2 separate regions of the Rattus norvegicus genome follow, and region 1 is linked to region 2. A link is a contact called in public Hi-C data. All regions are on one chromosome and are shown on one strand. Each heading gives the region's core, a stretch centred on a gene start, on an enhancer-like site or on the middle of the called end of the contact. The rest is flanking DNA. Distances are from core to core; before and after follow the strand shown. Region 1 overlaps LOC108349612 (a long non-coding RNA gene). Region 2 has its middle 18 kb from the start of Adm.

Region 1 (6,047 bases), core at 182-2,681, 71 kb before region 2:
TACTGACTGTGTGCATGGAACAAGCTTTCTTCTAGGTGCTGGGAATGCAGCAACAAAGGAGACAATTGCACTCTAGGAGAGACAGGCAACTTGCATATTGAGATCTAATGTCTTCTATGTTGAGAGAAGGCTCTGGAGAGAAACTGAGCCCAGCAAGGAGAGTGGACCAAGAGAGGCAGGTGAAGAGGGTCTGGCTGGTGTAAGGTGCACAGAGGCTACTGTTAAAGTGGCATTTGAAAGGAGGTAGGAGGTAGGCCAGGAAGCCCTGAGTGAGGAAAGCAGCTCCAGAGAGGAGCCAGCAAAGGTAGAGCTCCCAAGGTGGTACACTGGGAGAGCAGCAAGGAGCCAGCGGAGGCAGGGCAAACTAAGAAGGGAGAGCAGAGAAGTAGCAGAGGTAGGCTAAGCACGAACTGAAGAATTAGGCGGTCACTAAATGTTGGTCCAGAAGAGGCGCCCTAACTCTGCAAGACTCTAAAGAGGAGGTAGCTCAGAATGTGAGGACCCGAGTCCTCAACAGACAGAGCGGAGAAAGGGAAGTGGTGGGGCTCTGTAGACAGTGATTTAGGGCCCATCATTCCTGAGCTGCAATATACCCAGAGAAGCCAATGACTAAACTTCCTGCCTCTTTTGTCTTGCCTCATCCCTAGAGGTAGAACTGGATTTAACACTAAGGTGAAGTAGTTGAGGACAGGAGAAAGGTCAATGAGGGAGAAAGCCACCAAGAACCATCTCTGAAAGTTGATGTTTGTACTATTTTTGGCTTTATTTGTTTGTTTGTTTGGTTGGTTGGTATTTGGTTTTTACAACAGTTACACTTTGTAACCCAGGCTAGTACCCAAACTCTTAGTGAGTTTCCACATCTTACCATCTTTCTATCCCTCCAACAACATTCCATAGCTGTTGTCAACACTATTGTCCCTTATCCACCACTGATTCCACTGGTGGGGAGAAGAAAGAGAGATCTTGTTTAAATATTAGGATTACCCACAATGGGGAGGTGGAGACTTTCTCCCTGAAGAAGTTGCTTGGGAATCTCTGTGTTTAGTAAGCAGAAACAATTGGCTAGTCATAAACAACTCTTCCCCTCCCTGGTGTGTCCTTTAAAGCCAAGAATGGGGGCATCAAGAACCCAGGTCCTCTGAGCTCAGCCCTGAAGCAAATTCAGAGCTCTCAGCAAGAAATCACCCCTGACCTGGAAGCCAGAGAGGCACGCTGTGTTCTCCTACCCCTCAGAAGTGACGTGCCCCTTCCTTTTCCAATGTCCCCTTTCTGTCTGGAACATGGGGAGGATGAGTGCCCCTCCCCCCCAACTAGAGCTGATGACTCAGAGGCCACCTGCATCCATTTTCCAGCTCTGCCCGTGGCACATCCTCTGTTCCTGCTTCTAAGCCGTCAGCAATCAGTGCCCTCTGCCTGGGCTACATCTGAACACTGAAGCATTCTTCCAGGATTCGTCACTTTCTGAGAGGGCTTACATAAAGAGGAGCTGTTTCCAGGACAGAGCAAAGACTCACCAGTGGAATTTAGAACAATCCTTGGAAAAGCCAGTCCCCTAGAGAAGGGAAAATTCCCCTGCCCTAGCAGACTCATCACTTGCGAGCAGCCCTGAGCCTGCAGGGACCCTCAAAGGAGAATGACAGAGAACCCAAAACCCTGAGCCCTGTACTCTGGAAGTTTTGCAGGACCTGGATGCTAGGGTTCAGTTTATGGGGATGGGATGAGAAGACTCTTCCCGCTCTGCCTCTTCTCAGTGAACACATCTCCCAACTTCAATGTTCCCCAATGCTCCCATCTGCTAGAGCTGCTCGGATGCTTTCTCTGAGAGACACCAACCAAGGCTGATCTCTGGATGCTTGGCGCCACTCTGCCTCCATCGAATGACTTCAGGTTCGAGCAACCTGGGAGTCAGGCATGAAGGCTCCTCGCTCACTGAACTGGACTTCCTGTGAGATGAGACCAAGCCACCATCCACTTCCTGATAGACCTTTATGGAAACTTCCTGGCCAGTACTTGTCTTCCCATAGCTTTTTTCTTCAGCTGTGTCTCCTGCATTCAAATGTCACCCCACTTCATTCAACTCTTTCTGGACTGTTCTTCAACTGGTCTTTCTGTAACATATTTTCTTTATTCCCTCAGAGCCTTGGCTTTTTTAAAGAGGGTGTTTCACTATATAGGTCAGGCTGGTCACAAATATAATACAGGCAAGGATGACTTTGAACTCCTGAGCCTCTTGCCTCAACCATCTAAGCACTAGGATTATAGGTGTGTATCACATCTGGCCTTAACATTTTTTTTTACCTTCTGTGTGATTGTGTATGTTGTTGATCCTCTAACCAAGTCCTCAGATCTCAACTTCAGGGTCATCTCCAAAAGAGTTTATGCTGACACCCATCCAAAGTAGGTCCTTCCTACTAACCTTTTGCTCCCTTTTGGTCTCCCCTTTATTTCCTACAGAGCATTTAGCCAACTTGAGTTAGGCATATTTTAACAATAATGATATGCTTGTATGTTTCCTGTCAGTCTTCCCTGCTTTTGATTCTCATGAGCATAGATTGGAAGGAGGCACTTCAGAGAGTCCTGAGAGACAGAACTGGGGCTTGGTAGAGAGAACAAGATTCCTTGAGGGAAGAGACCATTTCTCACACCATGTTCCTACTGTCTAGCTCAAATCTTGGCAGAGAATCTTCCTGGATGGATGGATGGATGGATGGATGGATGGATGGATGGACGGATGGATGGACGGATGGATGGATGGGTGGGTGGATGGACAGGTGGATGGATGGATGGATGGATGGATGGATGGATGAATGCTGGTTGCCTAGATGGATAGATAGTGATGTATAGGTAATGCATAGATGATGAGTGGATGGATGAATGATGGCTGGATGGGATAACTTTAGCTTTGAGCATAAAGTGGTGGAAACCATGTCTAAGAAATGAGGAGTTGTTAGAATAGACTCTGTACCTAAAGGAACCTTGGAGACCCATTTCAGAAATGTGGACCGGCTGGAGAGATGGCTCAGTGGTTAAGAGCACTGGCTGCTCTTCCAGAGGTCCTGAGTTCAAACCCCAGCAACCACATGGTGGCTCATAACCATCAGAAATGTGGACCATGTCATTTCAGCCCCTGAATGAGAAAACTCACCCATGAGTACACTCAGGAAATACCTTCCTGGATGATGAGATGGAAATGAAAACCAAATGGCTGAGGAATGCCGCCGCTTCCCTCGCTCTTCACAGGGGGCAGAGCTCTTGGACTCTGGCTGGGTCACAGGCTGATGAGTTGATGAAGGAAGGATGACCCACAATACTCTGGGACGTGTTTACATGACAGAACTTGGTTTTGCAATATCAGCAGCCTTCCCTAGAACATCAGGGACAAATTCCAGAAGAGAAGACTTGCTATCTATGGATTCCCAGTGACTCATACAACCAACCAAAGGAACACAAATGAAAGAGGCAGCTGACTGTTGGGCACAGATCAACACAATGACAGCTTGACACAATGGAGCAGGCAAGTCAGCCTGTGCCAAATGTTATTAGAATGAGCTCACATGGAACCTTCTAGAACAGTCAGTAAGAGGCCAAGGATGGCGGCTGCCTAAGCTGCTACTATATTCACTTAGCATGCCTAGCCCACTGGAAAGCTGTAGAACATAGTGAAAGAAATGAGTCCCTATGGGGTTGGGGAATCAAACCTAACACTATCACGGAAGAATTAAGGATACCAATGTTGTGTAACAAAAAAGGCAGACAGGTAATTTAGAGGGAGAGACGGTGGCACTAAGGAGTCCCTTGAGGACATTTTGGATTTTTTCTGGAGGAAATGAAGGGAGGATGCAAAGAGAAAAGAGAGGTAAACATGTTGTGTGTAAACTTCAATAACAATGCAAGGATGCAACAAGATTGACTTTGCAAAAGAATGTGGTTTGTGACAAATGTGAATGCCATGGTGGCTATAAAGGAGCTGCAGCATGCTGGCCCAACTACTGAGCCAGTGGAATCCAAATTTGGATTTTCAGAGAGAATGGGGAATGGTTCCAGAAATTCAGTCTGTGTGCATGAAGTTCCAGGACCATGGAGAATATTGATCCCTCTTCAAGATAGATGTAAAGGCTGCAGTAGTAAGAAGACTGGGAGAAGATTCTAGAAGATTATGTTGGTTTGGAATTTTTGTCAACACCAGCTAGAATCATCTGAGAAGAGAGAACTTCAATTGAGAAAATGACGCCATCAGACTGGCCTGTGAAGCATTTCCTGGATTGAGGACTGATGTGGAAGGGCCAAGCTCACTTTGAGCAGAGTCATACTTGGGCACTGGGGTGTATAAGAAGCAAACTAAGCAAATCTGGAGGAGCAAGCTGTTAGGTTTTGTTACTCCATGTTCTCTGTTTCAGTTCCTGCCATCAAGTTCCTGCCTTAAGTTTCTGCGCTGACATTCCTTCATGATGGGCTACGAACTGTAAATTGAAATACATTCTTTCCTTCTCAAGTTATTGTTGGTCATGGTGTTTTATCACAAGGGCCAGGCTGATCTCTCCCAACAGGAAGACCTTGCCATGTGGATGGACACACAACTGATGGAAGCAGTGTGTGTGTTCCCCTAGACAGTATCCATTCCTGATGGTCAAACCTCAGTCATCACTTGTCCAAGTCTGACTGTCAAACATGGAACCCCAAGTCTGTGTTAAATGAAGGTGTGTCAGCATATTGTCTACCCACATGGAGCTGCATAATCATCTAGTACCAAGTAAAAATCCCATAAACTGTTCTCTTCTGATATACCTCCTTTGTTAGAAAACCTCCTCCTCTGGAAAAGGAAGAAGAGACTGGTGAAAAGGCAGGTGGAATGGGTGGTCTTTGATCCATACTGAGAAGAACAGAAACACTATAGTGGAGAAGCATCTGGGACAGATGAACACCCTCCTAGATTGGTATGCTGGACAGTTTTTGTCAACCGACTCAAACTAGAGACACCTGGGAAGAGGGAACCTTAGTCATGGAGCTGTCTCCACCAGATGCTATGTCTATGGGGCATTTTCTTGATTGCTAATTTGTGAAGGACAGCCTAGCCCACTATGGGCAGTGCTACTCCTAGGTATGTAGTCTTAGATCGGATAAGAAAGGTAACAGAATATAAGTGTGGAAGCGAGCCAGTAAGCAGGGATCTTCCTTGGCTTCTGCCTCAGTTCCTGCCTCGAGAATCCTTCCTTGGCTTCCCTTAATGACGGACTGTACAATGTAAAAAGAAAAATACTTTTTTCCCCAAGTTATTTTTGGTCATAGGGCTTCTCACAGCAACAGAAGACAAACTAGGACAAATGGTGTTCACTGTTGGACCTCCTAATGGAGGAAGACCTTGGCCTGCTGGTGTTCTACCAAGGAGTGAGTGAGTGAATCACTGTAGTCATCACTTGCTATTGTGTTATTCTGCTACCCAACTACAGAAGTGTTCTAAAGTGAAGGATGAACACGAGCGTAGAAACTTTGACTTTGCACAATGTTTTGAATGACTTCATTTACATAGACTTTCATTTCTCCATGACAGTGACAAGATATAGGACAGAAGCAACTTATTTTGGCTCACAGTTTCAGAGGGCTTCAGTCCACATGGTAGGAAAGGGATAGTAGCATGGCTCAGTTCATGACAGTGTAGAAACATGTGACAGAGACCATTCATATCAAGGTGGATTAGAAAAAACACAGGGTAGCAGGAATCATGGGTCTAAACTTCAGAGGTTAGAATGGTTAATATTCACTGTCAACGTAACTGGATTTTTTACATTTATTTATTCATATATAAAAGTATATGGCATATGAATGCATGCATGCCTGTCACTGCATATATACAGAGGTCAGAGGACAACTTAAGGGGGTCAGTTCTATCCTTACACCGTGTGGGTCGTAGAGACTGAACTCAGGTCCTCAGGCTTGGCAGCAAGCGTCTTTACTCACTAAGCCATCTCACTGACCACTCAACTATATTTAGAATCATCTTAGAAACATGCTTCTCAGTGTGTCTAGAAAGGTGTTTCTAGAATGGTTTA
Region 2 (5,716 bases), core at 2,081-4,580:
GACTTTGACCCTGCAGCTGCCTGGAAGGAGGTAACCTGGCTTTAGCCAATCCAGGGTGCGGCCCGGAGCAAAGTAAAGCTGGTAGCTACTGCTGGTACTAAGACGCCACACAGTGCCGCAGCTGGGGGGAAGGGCAGGGCAGACTGTTCAGAAGCTTGCAGTACTGAGGAACTCATTTGAAGAGCCAGTCCCCTTCCCTCATTTGAAGCTGATTGGGGAGAGAGATCAAGTTGACTCACTTGACAATGAGAGGCATCTGCAGTTTTCCAGGACTACTGAGTAAAAACCCTTCCTTTAAGCAGCTCTCCCTGTCTCACCTTTGCCGAATTCCCTCACAGGCAGCAATGGGTTTGAGTGTCAATGGCCTGCCAGAGCCACATTGGCCTTGAAGATTCCTAAGAGCTATTTTGAGTGATTTCACTGCTCGAGGTCCTGGCAAACTTATCCATTTTCAGACAATATTTAGATTCTGAGGTAAGTGTGAACTAGATAATGACCTTTCAAGCCGAGGCACGATGTTCTGTTTAAAGCTTTCTTTTCTTCCTCAGAGCATCTACCAAGGGTCAGAGGTGACCCCTCTGCGTGGCCTCCTGGAGATTTCCCTAAGGTTCTGTGCACACTCCTGTGTCTATGGGTGCAGGGCGGGGGAGGGCAATTACTGACGGCAAAACCCTCACGTGTCTTGGGTTCTGAGAAACGTGAAGCTTGTGGAAACCCTTTGCCTCTGCAGCAAATTGAACTTTTGAGATGTGTAGTACCAACTCATGGTCTGAGGCATTTCATGCTCTTCGGATGTTTTAAGGCTGGCCTCAAAATACATGTGAGCATACAGCACCAGCCCCCCCAGTGTGTGTAACTAGTAGTTGGCTTGCTGTGGCTAAAACAATAGGGTATCTGCAACTTTACTTTTAGGTGACTCACCAGAAAAGCTATTTTAGACAGTCTGTAGCGACTAAGATTACATTTGTTCTAAGAGAAACAGACTGAAAGGACAAAAGGCTAATTGCAAAAGTGCTCTTTTTCAGCTCAGAGAAGTCTTGCTGTATTTTCTTAACAGCATCTTAGTTACCAGACACAACAGAAGGCATAAAGGCTGGTATCAAAAACAATGGGGGGGGGGCTGGGGATTTAGCTCAGTGGTAGAGCGCTTACCTAGGAAGCGCAAGGCCCTGGGTTCGGTCCCCAGCTCCGAAAAAAAGAACCAAAAAAAAAAAAAAAACAATGGGAAACAATCACGCCCTGATACCACCTGGCACACTTCTTGCTCATCAAAAGGCAAGCATGTTGGAGAAGCATGGCCTTGTCCACGTGCTCATCATGGAGTCTACACACGCCCTTGTATGGGAACATTTGTCAGGCTGCAGCTATGGTATCCTTCTGACCAATCAGTTGTCCAACCTTCTGATCATCTTGAGTTGCTATCCCTACTGTCTCCACCAACTCAGAGTGAAGGAGCTGGCCGAACTTTCTAGATGGAACTTTGAGCTTCGGCTAAGGCTTCTGGGGTGAGCAAGGATACAGCAGATGCAAGAAATGGTGGGCTCCCATGCTCCTCCAAGCAAGAGTACCAGTAAGCACTTAGCTTATTATCGATTGAACATCTGTGTCCCTGCCTGAAGAAGAGAAGTGAAATGATCCAGAATCTTCTAGAACTGAGAACTACAAGAGTATCCTTCGAAGAAGGGAAAGCTGAAACCATTACACCAGACGTACAGGGGTTTCCCTCCTTCTTGGGTTCCCTCACTTTCCATTGTTGAGATCACATCAGCCCCCAAGAAAATATTGCTTTAGTGACTGGCCTCTTGCCATGGCTGAACCAGGCTAGAACATTCCCAAAGCCTTTACACAACACTAGAGAAGAACAACTGGACATAAGCAAGAAACATAAACACAACACAGGCTTGTGAACTACAGTAACAAGGGCAAGAATTAAAGAACCAGACACGGGAGGGAGGAAGGAATTTTGAGTGCTATGACTTTCTTGTTAATTTCTCAAGAGCCATACTTACTCCATAAGCAATACATTTGTATTTTGAAGCCTCTATAGTGTAACTTTTGGTCTCCTTGTCATACTCTAGTACTTTATGGTTTGTCTACCTTGAGCTGTTTATCTGAGTAATTCTGAGAAGCCTTCCTCCTACTCCTTCCTCCCTTCCCCCATGATGATCCCCACCCCCTCCAGGACTTCTGCAGATGAGCACATAGGTGATCAACTCAGTCATTGAACAAAAGTGCCCCTAATTAGGAGCTGTGGCGCAAGACACTGAGTAATGAGCCATTGCCTACCCGGTCTTATCAGACACAGTCTGATAGGAGGAACTATTAAGGGTCATTTCCTTAATACTTATGTCAACTAAAAACTACGAGATTTGACTTTTAAAAGAAGAGATTTATATGAAAATACATCTAACAGGCTCATTGATCTCTGCCAACAAAAAGATCATTGTTTAGAGAATCCTCAAGTCAATGATGACAACTGAAAGAAGATCTTGTGTGTGAGTACATCTTCCCGAAGATGGCAAAGAGGAAAATCCCACTTTCTAGAACTATCAAGACAGGTGATCTCTGTTCTCTGTGCCTGCAGTCGGATGACTAAGAGGCTCTACCAGAACTATCCAAGCTTATGACTGTTAACTCTTCACCATTGTCTCCACATCTAACCTGAGCTCAGATTTTCCCACCTGGCGGCGTTATCTTCACTTCTCTGGGAATTCCTTAACCTGCCTCAGTTTCCTCAAAGAAGATAAGATAAGATCTGAAGACGTCACAAGTAAATGTGAGCTGAAGCCTGCTGGCCAGCTCTACTGGGAAGAACATTTCCACTTCCGGGGCAGGGCAGGGGATATTCACAAAGAATACTATCCATTGACACACCCTTCAGAGAACAGTCTGTGCGGGAACTAGCCTTCAATCATGGCTCATATGGCATAATTGCCTTATGAGGAAGATACCCAAATTCTTAAGGATTGAACCTTGCTCAAGGGGTTCACTGGGCAGGGCCCTGTAGGTCCTTGGTGGGGTCAGGGAGACTCAGCAAGCTTATTCTAATGGATGGGACAGACAGCCATTGAACTAGCTTAAAAGACAGCAAGCACCCATGGGACCCTACCATTTATCCTAGCACATAACAGACCTGCTGGTACAGAATTATATAAACATACATTTCACATCCCCCAAGTTCCTCAAGACATTTGGCAAAGACCAATTCACATGCTTAGATTATTCCAATAATGTATTCCAAAGGAAACAGCAGGTGGCAGCAGAGGGTTACATTTTTTTACTCTTTGGCACGGAATGAGAACAAAGTGTTAGGGCATAATCACATCTGAGTCACCCCACTGGCCTAGAGATGGCTCACCACCATTTTGTCATGTGGGTAGTGTAGAGTCATCTCCAGTGGGCTCTGTGAATTTTAAAAAGAGACTCTCCCAAAAGCCCCTGTCCAAAGCCAGAAGGCTTCCTGATTTCTGTGAGCCGAGCAAGACAGCAACTCCCGGCAGACTCCACCTCCAGCTTTGAGTCTCTCATATCCTGTGGCCCAATGTCAGGGCATGCTAGTTCATGGCTTCTTCACATCGGAGAGGCCCTCAAAAAACATGGTGAAGTAGACGAGTGGCTAACAAGTGAGTTTTCACAGCACCGTGTTTTTGCTCCATTATATTATCCAAAGCTAGAGTGTGGGGGCTGAGAAAGGGAATTAATAGAACCTGAAACTGAGGTACTTGGCACATTAGAGACCTCAGAAAGTCCCATCAAAACCAGCAGCTGCTGTAGCACTGGGCTCATGAGCTGACAGTGCTGTGATCACTCCCCCACTTGGCCCCAAGTCTTCCTTGCCTTACATAGTCCTATGCTTGGCTTCTAATGTGCAAGCTGCAGCTGGAAAGTTTGCAGTATAGTGTTGTGTTGGATCTTGCAGGCCAGTCCTTTGTTGAATTGCTTTGCAGGGCAAATCCAAGTTTACCTTTAATACGTGACTGGAGCCTGCTAGTGGATGAGAGTTCAGTGGATAAGAGTACTCGATACCAAACCTGAAGACCTGAGCTCAATCCTGGGGGCCCACAGGGTGGAAGGAGAGAATCAACTTCCATATATTGTGGTCTGACCTCTACCTCTACGTGCAAACACACAGCACTCACATGCACACACACACACACACACACACACACACACACACACACACACACACACACGCTCGAAATATAAACATTGTGAATGGTCAGTTTGGTGCTCTGGGCAGGTTCCTCAGAAACACTTGGACTTAGCTGCTTTGTTTCCATCAAAAAAGAAACTGAAACACATCGTTTAGAGGAGGGTAGAGGTATGGAGGAAGATGGAGGGATAGTTGGAGGGATGGAGGTGGAGGGAAAGATGGGGGAGGGAGGGAGGGATAAGGAGGATGGAGGATTTTGCTAAATTTTGATAAAAGGAACAAAATTTAGCTCTTTTTTTTTCTCTCTCTCTTCTCCCTCTATTACCTCCCTTCCTTCCCCATCTCCTCAATTCCAATAAATCTCCTCCCCATGACAAAAAAAAAAAGGAACAAAATTTATTAAAAAAAAAAAAAAAAGACAAAATTGGAAATCTGGTTCCTAAGATCCTAACAGATCTTGCAAACAGATGTACTTGTGGGTTTTCTTTCTGAAAGTTGAGTTGACAAAAAAATTAGCAGCCTTGGCCCTTTGTAAGTCACATAATTGAACTTGCAGCATCCACAGAGCCTGGAAGAGCCTCCGGAAAGGTGGGGTAGCAAATGAGGACAATATTCTGTGACTTGATGTGTGGCTTCAGCTTCAGACATTGAATGAGCTGGTTTTACTTTCCTACAGAAAACATAATCTTGGGGCTGGGAGTGTGGCTCAATGCTTGCCTAGGATGCCAGTCGCCAGCAGTGCACCCTGGTGATACCGAAGCGGTGGCACATTCTTGCCATACCAGTCCTAGGGACGTGGGGGCAGAAAGATGAGACATTGAAGGTCATCGTCCACTTTATGATGAACTCAGAGCCAGTCTGAACTCCATGAGATCCTGTCAAGAAAGAGAGGGAGAGAGGAAAGCAGTCAGGCAATGCTATCTTATTTTGACATCTTCAGGATGAGCCTCTCAGCTCTCTTCATGGAAAGGGTCAATTCAACTTATCAGCTAAGGAAAATATTGTACAAATCCTTTGAATGGAATAAATGATATCTTTTGGAGAAATGTTCCAGAATTCATATCAACATTTCATTTTCCCTCTGCTTGTATGTTCAACTGCACAAACATGAAGTTAATCATTTAATGCAGGGAATTGACAGCACAGAGAAAACACTTGGATTGACTGTCTGGAGTTACCATCAGCAACTTTAATTACGACCCACTGCTCTTGGGTCCTGAAGGAGCCAGAAAATGACATCTGTGTGCCAAAATATTCATTAGAATTCCCTTCTCGGTCATTGTTCAGGAAGAAAAGTTCCCCTCTGGCCCCCGTCTTTGGTATTTTAAGAGGAATTGTTCAGACGCCAGATTTTTTTTTTTCAAGGATCTGTCAGAAAACAAGATCGTGTGCATACCTTGTATTTCGCATTAAGAAAACATCTTGGAAGGGTCAAATGCCCCTTGTTCTCGTTCCATTACTCCAAAGAAAGAATGGTTTTTGCAGTCTTGAAATTAACTAGTCTTCTCTGTCCAGGCATCTTTTTCCAAGCTGTGCTGTCTTGGAATAACTGGGGTCTTGTAA

What was found. Hi-C and Micro-C count contacts between places; a contact is called where the count stands out from the background.
Region 1: a Hi-C map of the A7r5 cell line shows a contact between it and region 2, with 2.3 times the contacts expected there. The contact joins two enhancer-like sites. A contact is called at or near these places in 7 of 12 Hi-C or Micro-C datasets (the A7r5 cell line, the Rat2 cell line, Schwann cells and 4 more) and 1 of 1 datasets of contacts at active chromatin or transcription factors (oligodendrocytes).

What each region holds. Positions count from the first base shown.
Region 1 is chr1:174,264,010-174,270,056 of GRCr8, reverse strand. The region is part of intron 1 of LOC108349612 (a long non-coding RNA gene); the gene reads right to left. Among named protein-coding and RNA genes, the nearest start is that of Ampd3, 53 kb to the left of the region's middle. Within about 2 kb of position 1,431, at least 41 of the 93 cell types and tissues checked have an H3K27ac peak or open chromatin away from gene starts, as enhancers often do. A contact at or near this core is called in the A7r5 cell line, where this site is marked.
Region 2 is chr1:174,195,240-174,200,955 of GRCr8, reverse strand. No RefSeq gene overlaps it. Among named protein-coding and RNA genes, the nearest start is that of Adm, 18 kb to the right of the region's middle. Within about 2 kb of position 3,330, at least 12 of the 93 cell types and tissues checked have an H3K27ac peak or open chromatin away from gene starts, as enhancers often do. A contact at or near this core is called in the A7r5 cell line, where this site is marked.